Regions from separate parts of the Mus musculus genome. Here regions 1, 2, 3 and 5 are each linked to region 4. Evidence: chromatin contacts called from public ChIA-PET, HiChIP or PLAC-seq and promoter capture Hi-C data. All regions are on one chromosome and are shown on one strand. The core of a region is the stretch at or near the end of the contact, and the rest is flanking DNA. Distances in the headings are between cores, read along the strand shown.

What was found. Promoter capture Hi-C pulls out the DNA fragments that hold promoters and counts their contacts. ChIA-PET counts read pairs in DNA pulled down with a chosen protein or histone mark. HiChIP or PLAC-seq counts read pairs in DNA pulled down with a chosen protein or histone mark.
Region 1: an RNA polymerase II ChIA-PET map of memory CD8 T cells shows a contact between it and region 4, with 17 read pairs. The contact joins the promoter of Rpl29 here to the promoter of Manf in region 4. A contact is called at or near these places in 3 of 39 promoter capture datasets (liver and pre-B cells), 4 of 484 Hi-C or Micro-C datasets (CD4 T cells, embryonic stem cells, nephron progenitors and 1 more), 1 of 115 datasets of contacts at active chromatin or transcription factors (memory CD8 T cells) and 1 of 9 other capture datasets (adipose tissue).
Region 2: a promoter capture Hi-C map of the SN4741 cell line shows a contact between it and region 4, with 6 times the contacts expected there. The contact joins the promoter of Cacna2d2 here to the promoter of Manf in region 4. A contact is called at or near these places in 9 of 39 promoter capture datasets (the 3T3-L1 cell line, the SN4741 cell line, cranial neural crest and 5 more), 2 of 484 Hi-C or Micro-C datasets (the G1E-ER4 cell line and embryonic stem cells), 6 of 115 datasets of contacts at active chromatin or transcription factors (the 230-238 cell line, embryonic brain, embryonic limb bud and 3 more) and 1 of 9 other capture datasets (embryonic stem cells).
Region 3: a contact with region 4 is called in a promoter capture Hi-C map of embryonic stem cells, with 2.7 times the contacts expected there. The contact joins the enhancer-like site here to the promoter of Manf in region 4. A contact is called at or near these places in 16 of 39 promoter capture datasets (the 3T3-L1 cell line, 3T3-L1-derived adipocytes, the C10 cell line and 11 more), 1 of 15 datasets of contacts at CTCF or cohesin (large pre-B cells), 1 of 484 Hi-C or Micro-C datasets (Th2 cells), 9 of 115 datasets of contacts at active chromatin or transcription factors (bone marrow-derived macrophages, embryonic forebrain, embryonic midbrain and 5 more) and 3 of 9 other capture datasets (adipose tissue, embryonic stem cells and macrophages).
Region 5: an H3K4me3 HiChIP or PLAC-seq map of bone marrow-derived macrophages shows a contact between it and region 4, with 4 times the contacts expected there. The contact joins the enhancer-like site here to the promoter of Manf in region 4. A contact is called at or near these places in 1 of 39 promoter capture datasets (embryonic stem cells), 1 of 484 Hi-C or Micro-C datasets (bone marrow-derived macrophages), 29 of 115 datasets of contacts at active chromatin or transcription factors (the 230-238 cell line, CD8 T cells, the NIH/3T3 cell line and 19 more) and 6 of 9 other capture datasets (adipose tissue, embryonic stem cells, embryonic tail and 3 more).

What each region holds. Positions count from the first base shown.
Region 1 is chr9:106,427,382-106,431,622 of GRCm38.p6, reverse strand. It overlaps Rpl29 (ribosomal protein L29), which reads right to left and starts at 2,212. Exons shown (of 3, transcript NM_001324534.1): 1 at 1,609-2,212; 2 at 1,251-1,315; 3 at 55-554. The coding sequence starts at 1,645. The coding sequence ends at 174.
Region 2 is chr9:107,398,037-107,402,198 of GRCm38.p6, reverse strand. It overlaps Cacna2d2 (calcium channel, voltage-dependent, alpha 2/delta subunit 2), which reads right to left and starts at 2,319. Exons shown (of 38, transcript NM_001174049.1): 1 at 1,916-2,319. The coding sequence starts at 2,130.
Region 3 is chr9:107,373,511-107,378,051 of GRCm38.p6, reverse strand. No RefSeq gene overlaps it. Among named protein-coding and RNA genes, the nearest start is that of 4930429P21Rik, 22 kb to the right of the region's middle. Within about 2 kb of position 2,376, at least 15 of the 459 cell types and tissues checked have an H3K27ac peak or open chromatin away from gene starts, as enhancers often do. A contact at or near this core is called in embryonic stem cells, fetal liver and trophoblast stem cells, where this site is marked.
Region 4 is chr9:106,888,813-106,893,189 of GRCm38.p6, reverse strand. It overlaps Manf (mesencephalic astrocyte-derived neurotrophic factor), which reads left to right and starts at 1,252. Exons shown (of 4, transcript NM_029103.4): 1 at 1,252-1,376; 2 at 1,992-2,119; 3 at 2,888-3,029; 4 at 3,965-4,377. The coding sequence starts at 1,292. The coding sequence ends at 4,149. Dock3 (dedicator of cyto-kinesis 3) reads left to right here. Exons shown (of 53, transcript NM_153413.2): 53 at 1-365.
Region 5 is chr9:107,310,349-107,314,628 of GRCm38.p6, reverse strand. No RefSeq gene overlaps it. Among named protein-coding and RNA genes, the nearest start is that of Cish, 16 kb to the right of the region's middle. Within about 2 kb of position 1,733, at least 159 of the 459 cell types and tissues checked have an H3K27ac peak or open chromatin away from gene starts, as enhancers often do. A contact at or near this core is called in the 230-238 cell line, CD8 T cells, SST interneurons and 3 more, where this site is marked.

The DNA.
Region 1 (4,241 bases), core at 963-3,462, 460 kb after region 4:
CCCACACACAGAGGGCAGCGACTCCACCCTCAACCTATGACAACAGACACAAGCTAACAGATCTTGCCTGAGTTTATTTGTAAGAACAGCATAGGACACTGGTCATCTGCAAATAGTGTGTGGGGAGGTGTGTCACAGCAGTCCGTCTGTCTTCACACTGGCAGGAGCCTTTTCTATGGGGCCTTCACAGGGGCCTGGGCACCTTTGGGGGCCTGAGCACCTTTGGGAGCCTGAGCTGGAGCTGAAGCCTGGGCCTTAGCTGGAGCTTTGGCCCCTGCCTTGGTTTGGACCTTAGGCTTCGGTTGGCAGAGCCTCTGACCCTTGGCCATGTAGCTTCGAATCCGCTTCCCAAGCTTGGGGTGAGCGATGAAAGCCAGCCGCTTGAGTTTGGGGCCTTTTGGCATCTTGGGCTTGATGGCCTGAGGCTTCACCAGGGCCTTGATGGCCTCTGCGCGCGCACTCACTGCCTTTGCATTGTTGGCCTGCATCTTCTTCAGGCCTTTCTTGTTGTGCTTCTTGGCAAAGCGCATGTTCCTCAGGAACTTGGGGTCAACCTGGGAACAGAAAAGGTGTATGAGGTAGCATATAACAGGCCCGGTTCACTTCCTTAAGTCCCTGGTCACAAATATGTTACTGTAAAAACAACAGTAAGTTAACCTTAACCACAAAAAGGTTGGAGGGTGTGGGTGTGAACTTCTGGAAACCTAGCTGTTTCCTGAGACTTGTCTAGGGGCACCCCCCCACCTCAGCTGAGTGTCAGATACCAAGCCTAGTCCATCAGATTCACATCAGAGAGCGTGGTTGCAGGCAGCAAACAGACCTAGTACAGCCTCAGTTATCCCCAGTCTATTATCTGGGTGCAATCAAATGTACAGAACTAGAGTTGCGTTTAGACGCAGACCATGAGGTACCCAATATACAGAACGACTCCCTCCCTCCCTCAAGGCTCCACGGAGCAAGAGAAGCAGTTCTGTTCTCAGGAGATTACACCAGGGGCTGGGAAGGTCAAGGAAGGCTTTTCTGTTGAGTCTGACATGGGAGACAAGGAGAAGCTAGGCAACACAATCCCTAGAGCTCAGAGTTCGAAGCCAGCCTGGTCTACATAGTGAGTTCTAGAACAACCAGGACTACACAGAGAAATCCTAGCTCGAAACACACACGCTGGTGGTGGAGGAGACATGACTTACAAGAGGCCCTACCCTGTAGACCTGGAGCCAAGGGATAGTTTATGACCCACTGTCATCACTCACCCCCTTAAGAGATTCGTATCTTTGCGACCGGGGTTTCTTGATGCCATTTCTGTGCCATTTGCGGGCTGTAGGGTAACAAATATTTACAGGTCAAAAAAAAATGAGGTATCTTCCAATAAGACCACCTAACATCATGGTTGGCAGTCTTTTGAGAATACACTAAGGATGGGTGGAAAGCACTATGGGCTTTTTAAGCGGATTCCTGGCTCCCAAATTTGTAATCTCCAAAGTAGCTAAACACACAATCATCTTCAAGGCTCACCTGAAGGGTGACCTGCCCTCCCTCCAGCTCTGATCTAGCAACCCTAACCCAATCCTCGCTGGGGTACAGTCGCCAGCCGGAGCCCAAGGAACTTACACTGGTTGTGTGTGGTGTGGTTCTTGGACTTGGCCATGTCTGCACCTGCAAGAAAGCCACGAGATCAGTTCTGGGCTTCCCCAGACCGGCACACCTCTGCCGCCCTGAGCTGGGGTAACATGAAGAAACCAGAGGCTGCAGCAGACGCTTCCGATTTACGACACCCGCCAGCCTGGCAACACTCACAAAACGCGACCCCACCTCTCAAACGCGAGCAAGGAGGTCGGTCCTGAGACTGAGCTTGCCGGCCCCGGGGCGGCTTTCCCCGCCATCCGTTCCTTGAGGACGACCGGGAACCACCCCCGCCCGGCAATCTCGATGCCCCATAGCCAAGCAGCTGCCCGCCCTGTCCTTCCTGCCACCCGTGTCGCCTGCCTCGCGACCCGCCGCCGCCCTGTAGTCACGGATGTCATCGGATGCCGTAAGGCCAACACTCACGGTAACCCGCGGCTCCCGCAGCGCCGGAGACCGGAAGAGAAAGAGAAAGGCCCGCAGTGCAGCACGGGAAATAGGGCCGACACCGCCGGAAAGTCCAACGGAAAAGCTTCCCTCACTGCTGGCGGAGAAAAAAGGTTCCAAGGCCGGAAAGAGTTGAAGCCTAGAAAGGGGAGGGGTTAGAGCCTGGCCACGCCCTCTTAGCGTCACAGATTTCTTTCTTTGCTTAACCCCTCCCCGCTATTTTTTGAGCGGGTCTTTCTTGCTGTGTAGCCTAGACTGGGTTATAACTGTTCATCCTCCAACAGCAGGCTTTTGCTACTGGGGTTAAGAGCGTGGTGTTAGCATGGACCACGACGGCGGCCAGCCCGTGTTTGCTTCCTTCTCTTCCTCCAGTGCCTACTTTGCTCTTGGGCTAGACTTCCAAAGACTCTGAAAGCCGAGGGGGCCTTTGAGGGATGAATGTTAATGGAGCGAAGAATCTGTGTTCTTAAACAGCTCACCGGGCTCCTGTGTGGAATGCACTGGAGAGGGCAGAGGAGAGGAGAAGAGCTATGAGACTCATGCAGACTGCCACACAAGGGCGCTGGCTGCCTGAAGACAGTGAAGAATGTACTAGGGAAAAGAATAGACTGGATTTAGGGTGCCGAAAATTAGAGAGAGAAAAGCGGCAACGATAGTCCAAGTCTACTCCAACAGCCTGGGCTGGTTCCCCAGAGTGGCAGTTTCGTGGTTTCTTTTTTTTTTTTTTTTTAAGATTTATTTATTTATTATATGTAAGTACAGTGTTGTTGTCTTCAGACACTCCAGAAGAGGGAGTCAGATCTCCTTACGGATGATTGTGAGCCATCATGTGGTTGCTAGGATTTGAACTCAGGACCTTCGGAAGAGCAGTTGGGTGCTCTTTTTTTTTTAAGATTTATTTATTTATTTATTTATTTATTTATTTATTTATTTATTTATTTGTTTATTATATGTAAGTACACTGTAGCTGTCTTCAGACACTCCAGAAGAGGGCGTCAGATCTTGTTACAGATGGTTGTGAGCCACCATGTGGTTGCTGGGATTTGAACTCTGGACCTTCGGAAGAGCAGTCGGGTGCTCTTACCTGCTGAGCCATCTCACCAGCCCCAGTTGGGTGCTCTTACCTGCTGAGCCATCTCACCAGCCCTCGTGGTTTCTTTTCACATATATTAGATGTGAGATGATGCTAGAGAGGTGAAAACAGGCCTGTAATCACAGCTACTGGCTGAAGAATTGTAAGTCTGAGATGCCTGAGTAATTCAGGTAGACCTTGTCTCCGAAAAGCTTTTTTTGTTGTTGTTTCAAGATAGGGTTTTTCTCTGTGTAGCCCTGATTGTCCTGGGACTCACTCTGTAGACCAGGCTGGCCGCAAACTCAGAAATCCCCCTGCCTCTGCCTCCCAAGTGCTGGGATTAAAGGCGTGTACCACCACTGCCCAGCTCCAAAAAACTTTTATAATGTCAGGATATCCCAGCACTCACGAGGCAGAGGCAGGCAAGCCTCTGTGATTTTAGTTTATGTAGTGAGTTCTAGGACAGCCAGGGTTATGTAGAAAGACCCTATCTCCAGAAAGGCATGGTAGCTCACACCACCCACTCAGTGTATAGGGCCTAAGTTTTATACAGAAGCAGGAGAATCAGGGACTCAAGATCATCTTAAGCTACAAAGCTAGGACTAGGCCAGGCAGGGTGACACCCTGTCTCTAACAGCAAAAACAGTGTGCTGGGCAGATAGTTCAGTGGGTAAGAATGATTGTAGCTCAAACATGAATTCAAACCCCGGATCCAATTGTGGAAGGACAGGATAGACTCCTGACAGTTGTCCTCTGCCTTAAACACCCATATACAGGCTCATAAAAATAGTGATTTTTAAGAATTTAAAAGCCGCTGGGCAGTGGTGGTACATGCCTTTAATCCCAGCACTTGGGAGGCAAAGGCAGGGGGATTTCTGAGTTCGAGGCCAGCCTGGTCTACAGAGTGTGTCCCAGGACAGCCAGGGCTACACAGAGAAAACCTCGGCAGCTGGTTCCATAGAAAAAGCACAGAGGTAAATGGGAAGAACACATCTGCCTTTTCTGTTGTAAATAGACAGAACTGACAACTAAATCAGGCTGAATGTTCCATCGACAATAAACTAAGTCTGACACGCTGCAGCCTTTTAAAGAAACATGTATT
Region 2 (4,162 bases), core at 1,070-3,569, 510 kb before region 4:
AACAAAAGCCCTAACCCAGAACCAGCGCAGTCATTGGGAGGGGTCTACAAGAGTCCCCTTCCTCCCTCCAAGGATCAATAGAGATCTGCATTCATGGGACCAGGGCAGCTGAAGGGCGCTGCCTGTCATGGCAAATCCTCCTGGATGTCACACATTTGTCAGCTAGACCCAAGAGCCTCAGCCCCTCTCTCATCCCCCTAATTATGGTTTGCAAGGCATGTCCCAAACCCTCAAATTAACTCCAAGTACATCAACAAGGGAAGAGTGTCCAGCTGGAAATGTGCGGCTGTAGTCACACCCACCTAACATCTTCTGGCTAAGAGCAGAGGGACAGGTGTACCCTGTGAACGGGGTCTGACATTGTCCTAAGGGAGACAGTGTACGCGCAGGAAAGAGGAGAGAAAGAGATAACTACTTAAACCTTCACTGGAGGGACTGGGAAATGGCTAGGAAAGAAAAAAAATGGCTTGGCTTTGAGAAAAAAAAAAAGAACAATAAAAAACATGCTTTTGCTCTTTCTAAACATTATAGTTTCGATCCAGTCTCATCGCAGCAAATGAAAGACAATACCACGACCCACCAACCCTTGAACTTCCCCGCACCACCCCCCATCCACTCATGAAAAATCCAGACAGCTGACAGAGGACACGTCCGTGCGGCACCTGTAATTTGCCAACTGATCACCCTCCTGGACACGGCCGGGCTGTGTGAGGAGAGTGATGATAAGGGAGAGGACAGGGAGACTGAGTCCGAGCCCTGCTTCATCTGAGTTTGTTTTCTCCTCATCTGAGAGAACCTACCAGCTGAAGTAGACAGGCTCTGTGGCAGAGCCGGGGTCTCCTACCCAAGGGCAGAACTGCTCTTGTGACGCAGACTAGTCAGGCTCTTTTCTGGGGCCAGACCCTTCCCTCTCATGCCCAAACCTAGGCCAGGACATTCGTGAAGGAGTCTGGGGACAGGTGGCTCCTTAAAGCTGAGGACAGGAAACAGAAGCACGGTGGTTGCCATGCCCCAAAGGGTGTCTGGACACTGACATATGGCTAAGGCACGGTGTCAAGAAACAGATGTTGTCCTAAAGGCCACATGCAGAATACCCACTCCTTATCCAGACACATCTGCCCGACTCTACCAGATCTTGGGGAAGGTGAAGAGGCTCAGACTGACCATAATAACCACTAGCAAGAGCTGGCAGAACCTGGAAATGCTATTACCCAGTTGGTAGCAGGAGCGACAGTGTCAGCATCAGGAGCAGGCAGGGGTCCTCCCTGTCATTCACCTTCTGACCCAACCCCAGCACCTTTACCTCCTTATTGAGCTATCCAGGGACGTCCCCTCAGGTGGGCGATCAAGAACAGGTGACATTGACCGAAGCAAGAAGGCGCTGGCACCCTCTGCATCCAGTATCGCTCCCCCCCCCCAAGGAAAAGGCCCAAGAAGACAGGTGTGGATGTAACCCCACGTCTGACTCTAAAGCGCCAGGTTCCCACCAGGGATAAAACACTGGGCAGATGCCTGGCTCCAAGTCTACCGGGCAGGGGTCGTTGGCCATTCTCTCGACCAACCTCAGGCTCCTCTATCACCGGACAGTGGCAGGAGTATAAACTGGCAGACTCGACCCCCACCCCATCCCTAAGCTTGAAGATGTTTTGCTCTGTCCCGTTGCAGGGGGTGGGGTGGGGGCGGTCTATGGGAAGCAGGGCACCGCAAGGAAGTTTCGCGACGCAGCCAGAAGCTCCGGGACCCTGGCTGCCAGCCCACGGGGGTTTGTAGCCGACACCCTCACTTGCAGCATGCCATGGGAACCAGAGCCCCCGCCCCGACACCCGGAGTGGAGAGTGGAGGGGCAGACGCGGGCTGAGGGGCGCAAGGGAGCGCGGGGCTCTGCGGGGTCCCGCGGCCGGCTGAGGCCACTTACGTGTGCTGCTGGGGGAAGCTGTAGGCAGAGGCGCCGGGGGCGGTGAGCAGCGGTAAAAGCAACAGAGGCGGCAGCAAGAGCAAGAGCGGGCGTGCGGGCCCGGACGCTGGGCCCCGGGGGTCAGGGCAGGGCCGGGGGCCGCGACCGGGCCAGGGGCGAGCGGTCCGCACCGGGCCGGGCCAAGAAGCGCCGCAGGTCCGAGCCGGCACCGCCATGTTTCCATTCAAGATGCGGCGCCGCGGGGAGGGAGGGGGGACGGCGGCGGCGGGATGGAGGTGGGGGGGCGCGGGCGGCGGGCGGAAAGCCGGCCTCTTCTCCACCTCCTTCTCCGCGCGGGGCCTCCGGGGCTGCACTGGCCGCAGCGCCTCTGCGGGCTGCGCGCAGCGATCTCCCCGCCGCGCTGGCTCCAAGCGCTTTGAGCGCCTGGCCCGGGACCTGCGCTCAAATAGCGGCCGCCGCCAACCTGCCGGCGCCGCCCTCCCCTGTCGCTCCCTCCCTCATTCCCTCCCTCCCTCTCCTTGGCCGGCCCGCCTCCGCGCGCCCCCGCCGCGGTCACGCGCCCGCCTGTGCCCGCGCGCCCCTCGTCCCCGTTCACCCCGGAGCCTGCCCTACTGGCTCGCGCAAACCGATCCGAATCCAAGCTCGCGAGTCCTGAGCCCCAGCCGTGGTCCCAGCGCCCAGTGCACGTCCCCGCCCCCACACCTCAGACCGGGGGACTCCTCTTGGCCCTGCGAGTGGGAACTCTCCCTAGGCAGTTGCACATATGACCCTTCTGGGACTCGACCTTCAACAGGCTTAAGGCCTGGAGTCACAGGTTTAAATGGTGGAATGGCAGGCTTCTGCAGACTACAGAGGAGAATGGCAGTCCTGTCACACCCACAGAAGAAGCTCCAGCTACCTCAAGATTTCTTTCTGTGGGGATCGGGGTGAGGGGGTTGGGGGCGTGGGGGGGGCAGCCCTTGGCAGAAAAACGGATCTTGGTTCTCCTAGTTCCTTGGAAGAGAGTCCAGCGGCACAGATGTGGGGACTGAAGGAAGCGGGATACCTCAGCTCTTGCTTTGCTCCACTTTACTGTCCAGACAACACGGGCCACGGAGCCCAAGCCTCCGCTCCCTGGACTTGCACAGCTTCGGGTCAGACTCGTCTAGAGGCAGGAAGCTCAGTCTAGCATAAACCACTCACTTTTGTCCTGGTGGGACCTGGCATCTTCCTGCTGTAGTTACAACAATGAGCTGTGTGTAACATTCAGCGTGTGGGCCACCTTCTCAGAGCCTTCCCTTTTCATAGGAATACCCCTGTAAGGCTGCAGTGCCATTTCCAGGATGCAGTGAGAAAGGGGTTGAATGTCTGGTAGCAGAAGCACTCACAGTTTCGAAGAGCATTCCAAGGACCTGCTCAGGTTGGCCCTTGAGCCCCACTTTGCCAGCCCCCAACGCTGACCCACAGTGGTGAGAATGCTCCCTGCCACCCTGCCACAGGACCCCCTTTGGCTGCCCACAGACTCTGCCAAACAAGACACTAAGGGCTTATTAACTGGTTGGTGGCTCAGTTCAGAGATGTCCAAGGACTCTCATCCCATGCCTGGGTAGGTCACCCAACATCTACTCACAACCGACTTTCCAGAGAGAGGAGAGAACAGTAGCCTCTGGGCCAAGGGGTACAGAAGTGATATAGACTCAGACAACCTTTCCTGACTTTCAACTCTGCTGTGGGCTTCCCATCTTTCCCCACTCCTAAAAATAAAGGCTTGACAAGAGCACATCTTCCTCTTCTCTAGATCTGAGTGAAGTTTCCCGGGCCAGATTCAGTATATTATACTGAACACTATAAGGGTCTATCAGCGATATCAAAAAGGGCCCTCAGTTCTACACTCCAAATAGTTTCTGGGACTTGGTGGTCTGGAAGGGCCTAGAGAACAATGGGAGGCCACATCAGGCCAGCTCTACAGGGAGGCAAGCAGGGGTGTCACTGAGCCAGATGTGTGACTATGTCGAATACCCACCGCTCCTTGTCCCCAGATCTGGACAGAACAGTTCATCACCAGGACAGATAAAGAGAGTGTCCTGCACTGGAGAGTCAGTAAGTTTGGGCTGAGCAGTCCTCTCCTGTCCTGCTGACACCTGTCTCTAACATCTGCATCCCTCATGTGCAGGCAGGACTGGCCTGAGATGTCCGCAGCTCCTTCTGGGTGGGTGGGTACTTTCCCAAGGCAGACTGCAATGTCCTGACACATGTCAGAGACAGGCT
Region 3 (4,541 bases), core at 1,127-3,626, 480 kb before region 4:
CAGCACTGTCCGCTGCCCGCAGGGGGCCAAAGTCTGGGACACCGGAGTAGTGGGGAAGCAAATCCTTGGGTTAACAGAGCGGTAGAACCTGGGGCTTCCAGTCTTCTGGGACTGCTGTGGGAACCGTACCAGGTATACTAGGAAGGCAACCATAGCAGCAGTCTCTGAATTCTTCAGTTCTGCCTGCGATGCCATTAAGTGATGCCTCACCTCCTCCAGCGCAGCCTTTGAAGTCCATCGGTTTAGGATGAAGAGTGCACGAACACCGGGATGCTTTTAGTAGAGGCCAAGTTGGGGCCAGACGCGCATCTCTTCCCTCTTTGATGCTGTCAGCAAACTGTCAAACTACCTGCTCCAAAATGGGAGCCCCATCTCCCACCTTGGGGGGCTTGTCATGGAGGAGGGCTAGCATGACAGGCGATGTCTCTGCTCCACAGGCCTCTTACAGCTTGCTTGCTTTCTTTTCTTTTCTTTTTTTTTTCTTCTTTTTCTTTTGTTTGTTTGTTTGTTTTGGGGTTTTTTGTTTTGTTTTGTTTTGTTTTGTTTTTGTTTTGTTTTTTTCGAGACAGGGTTTCTCTTTATAGCCCTGACTGTCCTGGAATTCACTTTGTAGACCAGGCTGACCTCGAACTCAGAAATCCGACTGCCTCTGCTTCCCGAGTGCTGGGATTATCGGCTCTTTTACAGCTTTCTTCTCACAAAGGGTTGAGGTGGAGATGACCCTCTGACTGGAACACATACTTAGTCCTTAGTTGGGGAGGAAGAGTTCTGGCACATACCAGGGGAGTCTGGGATTGCCAGGAGTGAAGTCAGGGTTGGTCATTGCCCCTAGTTGAGCCTGAGTCCTCTGAAACAAGATGGTTTTAGGGATTAAACGTGGCCTTGCCCGTGCTCAGTAAAAGAGCCTTTCTAAGCTGAGTAACTAGACTCACTCCTCCAAAGCTCAGGAAGCTGAGGCAGGAGGATTGCTTCAGGCTTGAGGCCAGCCTGGGCTACAGTATGAGATTCTGTCTTAAAGCAAACAAATAAAACCAACCAAGGAAACACTAATAAAACACCTTTCCGTTCTGCCCCTTCTTGTCTTTCTGTAGCAGCACAGACCAAACAAGGTGAGTCTAACCTCAGCTACCAATGATTACAGCCAATCCTCTTTCCTATGCTGGCCACTGGTACGTCCTGCTTCATCTCCCCAACAGTAAGGAGGCCTCATAGACGAATCCCTATTAAATCAGAAGTCACTCTCATCCTTTGGACCTCAGAGTCCCCATTGGGAAAATGACTTTAGGGTCTGGGTAAATGCTGACATTTTGGACCAACACTGGGACTGCCCATCCCAAGCCCCAGGAGCCCCCACACTCTCCAGCATCCTCTGAACAGCCCCAGAAAGACTGCCACAATCGTGGGTTCAGTCTACCCTGCCTTTCTTAGCAATGAGTTCTGAGCGCATCCCATCTCTTTTGGGGGCTAGTGGATAGTCCCTGTTTTATGAATGTGCAGAAGCCCAATGGCATGTGAGAACTCAGCATCTACTGTCCAGTAAGGCCACCGCTAGGGGAAAGGATTGAATTTGCCCGGGCACTCTAGAACATTTATGATTAGGTTGGAGCAGAGGCACAAAGCGTTTGGGCAAACTAAGAGAAAAAAATCAGAATAGGAGACCAGATATAGATCATCCAGAGGAAAGCTGAGAACAGCTACTGGGTTGGAGACAGAGGGCACGGTTACAGTCGTATTATCGCTAAGTCTCAGAGGCCTAAGGCCCCAAGAAAGCAGGGTTAAGATGGCAGGTGGATGGGATATAGCTGTGTCCCTCAAGAGAACAAAAGCAGCTCTCACTGCACCCTGTATCCAGTGGATCCCCTCACTGTCTCTTAGGAGCCCCAGATCATTTCTAGGACTGAATGCTGGGTGCCCAGTGTATGTTTGGAGGATAGACTGGGCTCAAGCTCTATCACTGTACCAGTATGCAGATGTGTCGTGACCAGTAAGGACAGATACTGGTGGTCCTAGGCCCTGGCCATCGAAAGGGAGCTGGCTATAGCTACAGGCACCGAGAGCCTTACCCGGGAGAGGTCTGGACCAACAGGGAAAAAAGAGGGGTAGCAATAATTAAAAATTAAAAGCCAACACGACAGCAGTTTAAAAATGGAAAGAACAAGTAAAAACAATTAGCAGAGATGAGCAACCAGGCAAGCGCCATACAAATGGAACCAATCACAAAGCACTAATGATACCAGGAAACCCAATTTTTACAGTGTCAGGCTTGTGTGATTGAAGTACCAAGCCTACTTCTCTGAAACAAGCTGCGTGCTTGTCTGAGGGTGGGAGGGTTTTTGTCTCCTCCCCGCAACTCAGACAAACCTGAGTGGCTAGGTCAGAGGGCAGCAGCTGGTGGGAGGGGCTTGTAGTCCTGGTGATGGTGTGAGTGGCTGGAGAAGATAGGTTGGGAAACTGAGCAAGGGCCAAAGTGGGGCAGATATATGCCCCCTCAGTGTCCCCATCAGCAACAGCAGTGGTGGCAGGGCCACAGTCACGCAGTCACACACACTTGGTTGCCGCGGAGACCAGGGGACCCTCCTGGCAGAGGGAGGCTGAGGCAGTTTGAGTAATGGCGGAGAACGCTGCCGCTGATGGGGAAAAATACATCTTCATAACAGGGTGAACCTTTTGGAAAATGGAATAAGTAAAATAATTGAGAGAAAGAAAATTGAGTTTTTATTGCTTTTTAAGTGTTTAAGTGGAGGTTTCATTTAAGGAAATTATTGTTGCTTTTATTTTTAGCCACTGGTAGGGTGGGGAGGGGTTGGCCTAGGGTGGGGCTCTTGTTTCCTGCACCTCTTCCTGGTAGCCATAGGGTACCCACATTTCATAGACGGGAGAAGAAGAACCCTAGTTGAGAATCTGAAACAGTTGGGGGCCTATGCGGATGCCATCAAGTCTTCTGGACCCTCAGCTGCAGGCTGACTGGGTCCCGTTCTAGCCCCGTTCTTACCCTTTGGTCTTTGCCTCTCCAGCCCTTGCTGCCTTATATAGGGATCCTTGCTGCCTGTCTGGGATGAACCCCATCTCACCTTGAGCTGCTCATTTGACCCTCCCCTAATTTCCTGTCTCCTCCTACCTGTTCCGCACATCTCCTTTCCTTATCCTGCATGCAGGGCAGGGAGGAGCTCAACAAACATTTGTTGAGAGACGCCCTTCCTTCACTGGGTGGTGGGGGATGGGTGATCGCCCTCAGTCTACATACCTGAGATGCTGACTGAGCGCCACAGCGCCTCCTGCCGACCTGGGTTTCTGCCTGGCTTGGCTTTGTCCTTTCTGCGCCCCAGAAATGGCTCAAGTCCCAAAGACCACACTTGGAAGATCACACACTGGACAAGCTTTGCCCTCCAGACTTCACAGTTCTTCTCTGTGCAGCGTTTGGCACCACTCAGGGCCATTTATGAACCAATTCTTGTATCGCTTTCTGTTACCTGAGGTTAGCTTCACCAGCTGTCCCTGACCACGCCCACTTTATCCACCTTTGCTCCATTCAACCCGAATCCCTTTACTCCACATCCCGTGGTCTAGGGCATCCCAGTCCCCTCCTCTGCAGCTTCTTTCCTGGACAACCTTACATTTCTGTCAGTTCTCGTGCACTCGCTTTTCCGATCCCCTCCGCTCCACCTAAGCAAGCCTACAGTGCAGTCCATGAGACTCAAGGTAAGATTCTGACCCGAGTTATTTCAGCCAAAAGTGGAATTGATTGAAACAAGTAACTGGAATCTGTATCCAGATTATCACAACCTACTCGGCCTTCACTTCTCTGATTTCTTCTTTTTATTTTCTTTAAAGATTTATCTTTATTTGTGAGTCCGTAAAATACAGATTTCTGATTGCCCTGGAACTGCGGTTACAGAACTGCCTGGTATAGGTCCTACATGGTCTTTTAACTACTTTGTTTATTTGTTTGTTTAAGGCTTTGTTTTTGTTTGCTCAACACAGGCTTTTGCTGTGTAGCTCAAGCTATCTCAAACTCGTGAACCCCCTGTCTCAGCTTTTCTAGTGCCGAGATCACAGGCATGCCCTATTACTTTCTGTTAGCCTCTCTGCTAATACTACAGTGTAAACTCCATGGCCACCCTAGCCTGTGGCCTCACACCCATCCCTGGGTCCTGATGCATACACGTTGTTTTCTCAGGGGCACCCTGGTCTGTCTCCCCGAGGGGTACTTAACCTGGCTGTGCCTGAACACATAGGAACCTGCAGTTCAGGGTCTGTCCCCAGGGAGGCCTACAAAATGTTCCTGGCACCCTGTTGTTCCTAGGACCAATCCAACAGGCTCTCTCCACCCTGCTACACTAACTACTCCATCTCCAACCATGTGTCCCAGCCTTGGCCTCTAAGCACAGGCGAGGTTCATCTCGACAGGGTGTTCTCTTCAGCCTTGTACTGTGGTCCTGCTGTCCTCAGTACCTGAGTGGCTTCTCTCTCCAAACTCTCCTCTAGTTAATTCCCTTACTCAAACTGTAGCTCAGAGACCACCATCTGTAGTGGTGAAGTAT
Region 4 (4,377 bases), core at 3-2,502:
GTATTTGTACAGGAATTTGAGCAAAAAAATGTATAGAGTATGTCTAATTGGTAATAAGCCCTATAAATGTGTTTTTAACCTCTGGCATTCTGTGCTTATTTAAAACAAGAAAACTTCTAACCATTTCTTTTGTGTATTCATGTCTAAAGAAAAACTGACTTAAAATTATCTTACCTGTACCAGAAAAGTTAAAGAAAAAAATTTGTGCCAGTGTCCCAAGAGGCATTTTACTGTATATATTGTGGTAGCATGTTATAAATCCAACAAAAAATGTGACTTTTAGATGTAAATATCTGGCAACTGACTCCCCCACCTCCATCCCTTGACTGCTGTGATGTGAATTAAAGATGAATACCTGATATTGATCCACTGATTTCACTGAATGGGAGCATAAGTGCCCCTCTCAAACCCTTGTCGCCGGGCTCCAAGCCCTTTTAGCTCCAGATACTTTTCTGCACTTAGTCGGCCGCTCTCCATATTCCGCCTTCCAGGGCGAGTGGCCAAAGCCCTTGCACTTAGCATTAGGGCAGTCCAGGCGGTAATGTCTCCAGTTCCCATCCTCGTGTCTCCAAGAGTGGAGAACAAAACCTCCCAAGATCCCATGGCCTCCATTTGGAAGGTAGACCAACGCCTCTGCTCGCAGCCTTGCCGCGAGGTCCTCAGAGGCCCAGGACGGGAAACGACTAGGCAGGCCGAGACCTTTCGTTTAAGAGGTTCTGCCGTCTGACCCAGGTTAAAGCGGGGTCTGAGCAAGCCGGCGAATCAAAGTGGACGTTCCCCTTGATTGGCTCGGCAATCCACGTGGTAGTTCAAAACAAGGAACCGCTTCTGATCCATGCTCCCGCCGCCCATCCTACTGGCTATAGGGTGGCGCCAGAAATGCTGCTCTACGAGTCCGGGCGTCGGGAGGAGTGGGTGTGGAACCAAGACTCGGCATTCGGGTCGAGTCAATAGATTGAGAGGGTTCCGGGTAAGCAGCCAAAGCAGCTGCCCTAACCCAACATGGCGACCCGTGCACCTTCCCTCCGCACCCCTATGGACCGCCCAGGCTCAATCAGCAACCGACAACTGTCTAGGTCCCAGACAGCAGCAGCCAATGAGGGAGGGTAGCGTGGAGCCGCCGGTCTGGGCTCCTGGGCACGTGGACCAATGAGGATGCAGCATATGGGTGGGCGCGGGGATCGCACACCAATGGGAAGCTCAGGTTTCTGTTCCAGCCCACTAGGCGGAACACCGCGCCGGGTGCGGTTCATTCGCGCGGCGGCGGCGGTGGTGGAGACGGCTGAGGAGGATGTGGGCTACGCGCGGGCTGGCGGTAGCGCTGGCCCTGAGCGTGCTGCCTGACAGCCGGGCGCTGCGGCCAGGAGACTGTGAAGGTGCGGGGGACCGGATGGGGGCGGCCTGGCGGCGCTAAACCCAAGGAAAGCGAAAGGGTGGGAGCGACGGCCCGTCCCGGGGCTCCGCTGGAGAAAGGGCCTCACTTATTTCCCGGGCCTAGAGACGTTGACCCATTTAAGGGAACGCGTCGGTTCAGTAGCGTTAATAACTTGGCCGGAAGCCCACATCCCGGGAGTTTTTGTCTTCCCATCACTTTAGCGATTACAGGAAGGCATCCTGTGGGCCGCAACCGTCTCGGGGTTACTAAGCTGCACTTGGGGGTTCGATGTATTTGGAATGAGGAGCATTTTGATCATTTGCTTCAGCCTTCAATCTGTCCCTTATGAGGTCACAATGAGTTCCCTCAAGGACACGTGTCCACTCTAGACTTAAACTTGAAAAGAGCAGAGAGGGTTGTGTGTGGGTCACTTGGGTAATGTTCATTCCCAGCATGCAACTGGGTACAAGGACCCCAGCAACCTAAGGGCTCTGTGCACTTCTGAGTACCCGAGTTAAAAAAAAAAATTAATCCCTTCTAGCAAAACTGCTGACAGAGTTTTTTCCAGGGGAAATGGAGACTAATAATTACTTACCATCTCCTCCCTCTTTTCCAGTTTGTATTTCTTATCTGGGACGATTTTACCAGGACCTCAAAGACAGAGATGTCACATTTTCACCAGCCACTATTGAAGAAGAACTTATAAAGTTTTGCCGTGAAGCAAGAGGCAAAGAGAATCGGTTGGTAAGTAGCTGGTGACCCACCCAGCCTGTCCCTGGCTCTTGGGCACTGTCCACTTTGTGATGGGACTTGTATATATACTAATGTGAGGTTTAAGTGTTTTTATCCTCTATTTATTAAACATTGCTATAAGCTGAATATTGGTAAGACCAGGAGAGAAAATGACAGGCAACTGCAAGGCAGTGATGCCAGATGCCATGAAGGAAATAAGCTAGGAGAGTTGGTGGGTGGGAGCTGAGAGAGAAAGTAGTGGGTATCTACCTCTGAGGACAGGGAGTCAGTGAGGTGGAGTGAGCACAACTCAGGCAATGGGAGTGCCCAAAGACCAGAATGAATTTGGTGTGATTGGAACCAGAAGTAGTTGGCTAGGTGCCCCGAGATGGCCAGGGCCAAGTCAAGGTCAAGGACCCTGGCGGAGCATCAGCCTCTTGTAGCTTTAATTTCCATGGTAGTCTCTCATCGGAACTCTAACTCTGCAGCTGAGCATATATCAAGTGCCTCGGGCCTGGGACAGCTAGATCTGGGCAGACTAACAAACCGAAGCCTTGGCAAAGAGAGGTTTTCAAGGTGACCTAACAGTTGTCTGGAACTGGAGAGTTGGTTATGAATGTGTGCTGCTCTTGTGGAGGACCTGAGTTCAATTCCAGCATCCACAGCACCCTGCACTGCAGCTCCAGGGAACCTGATGCCTTCTGGCCTCTGACACATGCTCTCATGCATGCAGATTTTTTTCAAGGCTTTCATTTTGTTTTGTTTTGGTTTTTGCTGCAGTGCTACTACATTGGAGCCACAGATGATGCTGCCACCAAGATCATCAATGAGGTGTCGAAGCCCCTGGCCCACCATATCCCTGTGGAAAAGATCTGTGAGAAGCTGAAGAAGAAAGACAGCCAGATCTGTGAACTAAAATACGGTGAGTGTGACTCGGACCCTGTGCCTTCTACCATCTCTGCATACCCTTTCTGGACTTAACTTTCTAGCCAGAAGAGTCATCAAAAGCGGGTTTGTAGCATAAAGGATGATTCTCTGTGCTGCAGGGAACAGACTTGCGCATCGAACATAGGTGGAGGTCAAAGGGTGACTTAACATACTTTGAAGGATGAGGGTTGACCCAGAGGCCATCTGATAGAGCAGTGCAGATAGAGATTATAGATAGTGGTGGAGTACGTAGAGGTCAAGTTGGACAGAGCCTTGGGGGGAAATTTGGCTTTTAGTCTAAAAACTTGGGAGCTTTAGAAGTTTTTGAGCAGAGAAGTGATGTGGTGGGAACTTGAGTTCAACAGTCATGGCTCTAAACCCCAGGCGTGACAGTTACAGCATCACCATGGCAGAGCCCATCTGGTTGCACAGAATCCTAGTCTCGAGAAGAGCTAGGCCTCTCCTATAAAGTTTAAACGATGCCAGTGTTTACTGCACTAATGTTCGGGAATTTTGTACTTGTGTGAATTTGATTTGGTATCCTGGTTGGTTCTGGTGTCGGTTTGTTTGGGTCACGTGGGTTATGGAGTAAGTGTCTGACTCTGGTGCCTCTTGGGGAGGCTAGGGGTGTGTCTGCTCTGCTCAGCCTGGAGCTGTCCTTTGTGCTGGCATGTAGGAAGCCCTCGGGGAACTGGAGCTATGTTCCTTCTCTAAACCACATAGGCTGTCTGCACTGTGTGTCTTATGGTGGCTACTGACAGCCTGAGGTGGCCTTCCTGGTGAAGACTGTCATCTCAATCTTGGGCGCAGTGTGCATTTGTCTTCCCGGCCGCACGTAGGGCTGGACATCCTAAGGATGGTTTGACGTGCAGCACAGTTGGGCCTGCAGCCTCTCCTGCCCAGCCATTTACTCTCCTGCTCTCCCTGCAGACAAGCAGATTGACCTGAGCACAGTGGACCTGAAGAAGCTCCGGGTGAAAGAGCTGAAGAAGATCCTGGACGACTGGGGGGAGATGTGCAAAGGCTGTGCAGAAAAGTCTGACTATATCCGGAAGATAAATGAACTGATGCCTAAATACGCCCCCAAGGCAGCCAGCGCACGGACTGATCTGTAGTCTGCCCAATTCCTGCTGCACCTGAAGGGGAAAAAGCAGTTTATCTGTCTCTTCCCCAAATAACCATTTTGTAATTTATTTTTTAAGCGGGCTCCTGACAATGAGATGTGAACCTAGAGCTTTCCTAGTGATGCTGGCTCTGCAGTTCCCTCTTGCCCATCCCCGAGTGGGGACAATTTCCCCATCCCCAAGTGGGGACAATTTACTTCCTTCTTTGCTGGTTTACTC
Region 5 (4,280 bases), core at 484-2,983, 420 kb before region 4:
TTATTGGTTATTTATGGGGGTGGGGGGGGGGTCTACGTGCTACGGTAGAATACAGTTTTGTGGAGCACATTCTCTCCTTCCACATATACATGAGTTCCAGGGGTTAAACCCAGGTCATTGGAGGCTTGCACAAGTGCCTTATGCACTGAGCCATATCACTGGTCTTAAAATCATACATTTATTTTGTTGATTCTTTTAGTTAGCATAAAAAGTAATGAGTTTTCATTGTTAGATTTTCATATATGCATGTATATGTGTATGTATATATATATAAATAATCTTTTTCTGGGACAGGGTTTTTCTGTGCAGCCTTGGCTATTCTGGAACTCACTCTGTAGCTGGGACTCAGATCTGCCTGCTTCTGTCCCCTAAGGGCTGGGATGAAAGCCGTGGGTCGCACACCTGGATACTTTGTTTCTTGTTTGTATCCACTCCCCACTGCTCTCCCACTCCCCTCCTTGTTTGTTCTTCCTCCCAAATGGGCCCCTTCTGCTTTCCTGTCATATCCAGATAAGTATGTGGACACCGACACTGCACATGAGAGGAAACACTTGATATTTTTTCTTGCCCCTCACTACCCATTCCTCCCCTCACATAGTCCCTCTTCCATTTACTTCTGTGCCCTATGCATGTCTGTACATGTATTCTGCTTATGAGAAGAAACACAGGATAGTTGTCTTTCTGAGCCTGGCTTATGTCACTTAGTGTGATGATATGCCCCCCCCCATCCTGTCCATTTCCCTATGATGTTTATTTTTCAAAATGATTCATTTTTGCTATTTTTATGTGAATTGGTGTTTTGCCTGCATGTCTGTCTGTGTGAGGGTGTTAGATCCCCAGGAACTGGAGTTACAGACACTTGGGAATTACCATGTGGGTGCTGGGAATTGAACTCAGGTACAGCAGCCAGGGCTCTGAATCACTGAGCCATCTCTCCAGCCCCTACAATGTTTATTTTTAATTATGAAAAAAGAAAAGGAGAGGTGAGAGGGGGAAAAAAAGAGAAGGGAGAAGAGAGAAAGAAGAGAAAGGAAAAAAAAGAAGAGACAGCAAGATGAGGGTAAAAGTGCTCACTGCCAAGCCGGCTGATCAGGGTTACTGGGGAAGGAGGAAAATGCAAATTGTCTTATGACCTTTACAAGCAAACTATGGCATTCACACACACGCACACACACGCACACACACGCACACACACACACACACACACGTAAATGTTAATTTTACTTAAGAAAGGAAGGCGAGAGGGAGGAGGAAGGAACTTGTGGGCAGGGCATGAGGGCATTTTCTATATTGGCTGTTCTGTTCCTGAAGCTTCTAGCCCCCTCAACTGTCCTGTCCTGGGGTCACCTCCACCCAGCTTCTGTCACAGCCACTGAATCTGGGCCACCTACTTCTGAAAGGTCCTTGGTGTCCTCATCCAAGACCTGGCTGCACAATGCATGTGCCAGGTGCATAATCTCTGGTTTGAGGCAGGAAAAAGAAGAGTCAAGCAGTAGGCGTGGCCAAGGGGTTTCCCCAGGCTTTATGGTGCCTTTAAGGTGGGCAGGCTGGGGAACCCAGGGCCCCACAAAGCCTCAAGTCTCTCTGGTTCTGGGTACCTTCATTTCTGGGAACTGACTGTGCTTTGGAAAGAGAGAAATGAGAAGCAAAACCCTTTTGGGCCCCAGCATTAACCCTCCCCCCTCCCTTGTCTTCTTCCGCTGAGTCACAGTTAAGAGCCAGGCACCTCAGCCTTCCTAGCCACCCGGGTGGGGCAGGACTCAGGGTTAGGTGAGGACACAGCATCTGAGACAAGCTCTCCTTGCCAGCATCCTCGGCGAGTGGTAGAGGGCAGCTACCCTCTGGGGCAGTTAAGGTCTGAGACCACCTCCCTAAGCTTAGGTGAGGCTTTATGTCCTGCCCCTCCTATTTCCTCCTGGCTTTGTTCACCCCACGAGCTTTTATTAAGTGCCAACTGCATGCTGGAGCTAGGAAGGTGGGATGGTTCAGTGGTCCTTGGGTTCCATGTCTTTAGGGAGCTCATGGATGCAGTAGATAGACAAGAACTTATCCTAATTGGCCCCCAGTGAGGAACTCTTGGTTTTTAGGCTTTTTGTCAGCAATGGAGATCCACACAGGTTTTGTCCTCCAGAGAGAGCCGGCCATATTATACATGCCTGTACAGAGAGCTATATGCATGCCTCTTTACAGGAATGCACATGTACATGCATATGCATGGGTGTGGGACTTGAACACTGGCTGGTATTTATGATCATAGGTATCTATACACACCCTCCCTTGGGTGGAGGAGCACTAAGCTCTGGAAACTGGGTCAGATCTCTCTGTATGAGTGTGTGTGTGTGTGTGTATTGTATGTGTGTACATGTGTATGAGTATGTGTACTGTGTGAGTACATGTGCATGTGTGTATATGCATGTGAGAGTATGTGTGTATTGTATGTGTGTGTGTGTGTGTGTGAGTATATGTGCATGTGTGTGTGAGCATGAGTGTGTGTGTGTGTGTGTGTGTGTGTGTGTGTGTGTGTGTGTGTGTGCGCATTATTATCCTGTCTCAGAAGCCCAACCACTACTTCTGAGTCATGGCCGCCTGTGGAAACTCCAGCATATCACCCCCATTTCATAGGAAAAAAGGCTGAAACTCTGAGGGTCTCCCTGACTTGACTTGCTTACTGTCACCCAGTGTTTGGGGAATAGATCTGGGAAGGGGATTACTGAACTTTTGGCCTGGTAGTTGGACCCTGACACCATATCTTTACTAAGACTGGCCTGGCCTGTCGGCCTCCATATTCTTTATTCTGAATGAACCAGCCTCCCACTTCTGCTGAAATGGTCCCCACCTTCCCTCATGGAACTTTCCCATGACTCTAGCCTTCTTCCTTCCAGTTTTTGTCCCCTTCATGTCCACCAACTAAGGCTAAAACTGGCTCCTGTAAAATTTCCCATCCTTTATAATAAGAGTTGTGTTGGCCTGGGTTAGATATCTCAGTGAGTGAAATGCTTGCCGTGCAAGAATGAGGACTAGACCCACATAAAAGCCAAGCTTGCCTGTGTCCTCTTATCATCCCAGTGGCTGTTGGGGTAGAGACAGGAGGAGCCCTGGGACTCACTGGTCTGCCACTCTAGCCTATATCAGGGGTTCCAGGCCAGTGAAAGACAATGGTTTCAAAAGAGAAGAGTGTCTAAGAAACAACTTCCAACGTTGACTTCTGCATGCATTCTACATGCATGTACACACACATACACGCACATGTACACACACATATATACACTCACACACACACATACTCACACACGCTTGTTCACATGTGCACACACTCACATACACACACACACTCACATACACACATACATGCACTGTGAAAGCTGAGTTTGTATCCACCTTGTAAGCAAATGAGTTAGCTTACCATGTTCTCAAAGATTCTGGCAGAACACACAAAACTCCTGGCTTAGAAACAAAGCCCAGATCACCTCTACTTTACTGGGAACAAGGGCTGTCAGTGCCTCAGCTGAGCTGGCAAAGGCACAGAACTAGGAAGAAAGGAACCGTGTGTGGCATGTAGTCTTCCCATATCCAGCTGGGGCTCCTCAGCATCACTTCCAAAAAAGCTACTTGCATTAGGGTCCTTGTGGCGTGTATGCATTTCTTGGGGGATGCAGGCAACTGAGCCTCAGTCCCCTAAAGGCTAATGTTTGCCAAGTATGTCTGTTCGATTCCCAGCACAGTATAAAACCACGCATGGTGACATATGCCTATAATCCCAATGCCAGGGAGGCAGGGTCAGGAGAATCAGAAGTTTAAGGCCCTGTCTCAAAAATAAATAAATAAATATTGATCCTATGTTTACGATATTTAATTTTTGGTATTTTTCACTTAACCTAACTTTTTTTTTTAATATAGTCTTTGGTATACTGCGCTATTTTAACCTTGGGGACCATACTGCCAAAATAATAATTACATGCAAATGTTGTAATAAGTGACCTTGTAAATGACTATAATAACATGATCATCTTTTCTATAAGAAATACAAGAAGCCGGGCAGTGGTGGCGCATGCCTTTAATCCCAGCACTTGAGAGGCAGAGGCAGGTGGATTTCTGAGTTCGAGGCCAGCCTGGTCTACAGAGTGAGTACCAGGACAGCCAGGGCTATTACAGAGAATGCCTTAGGAGTTAAGGTTATCTCTGTTTTCTTACTTAATCATCAGAGAACACCTAGTCACAAATAATTATCATAAGCTTTGTCTCCCGACTTTCAGACTGAATGTCTGAATTATAAATTACAA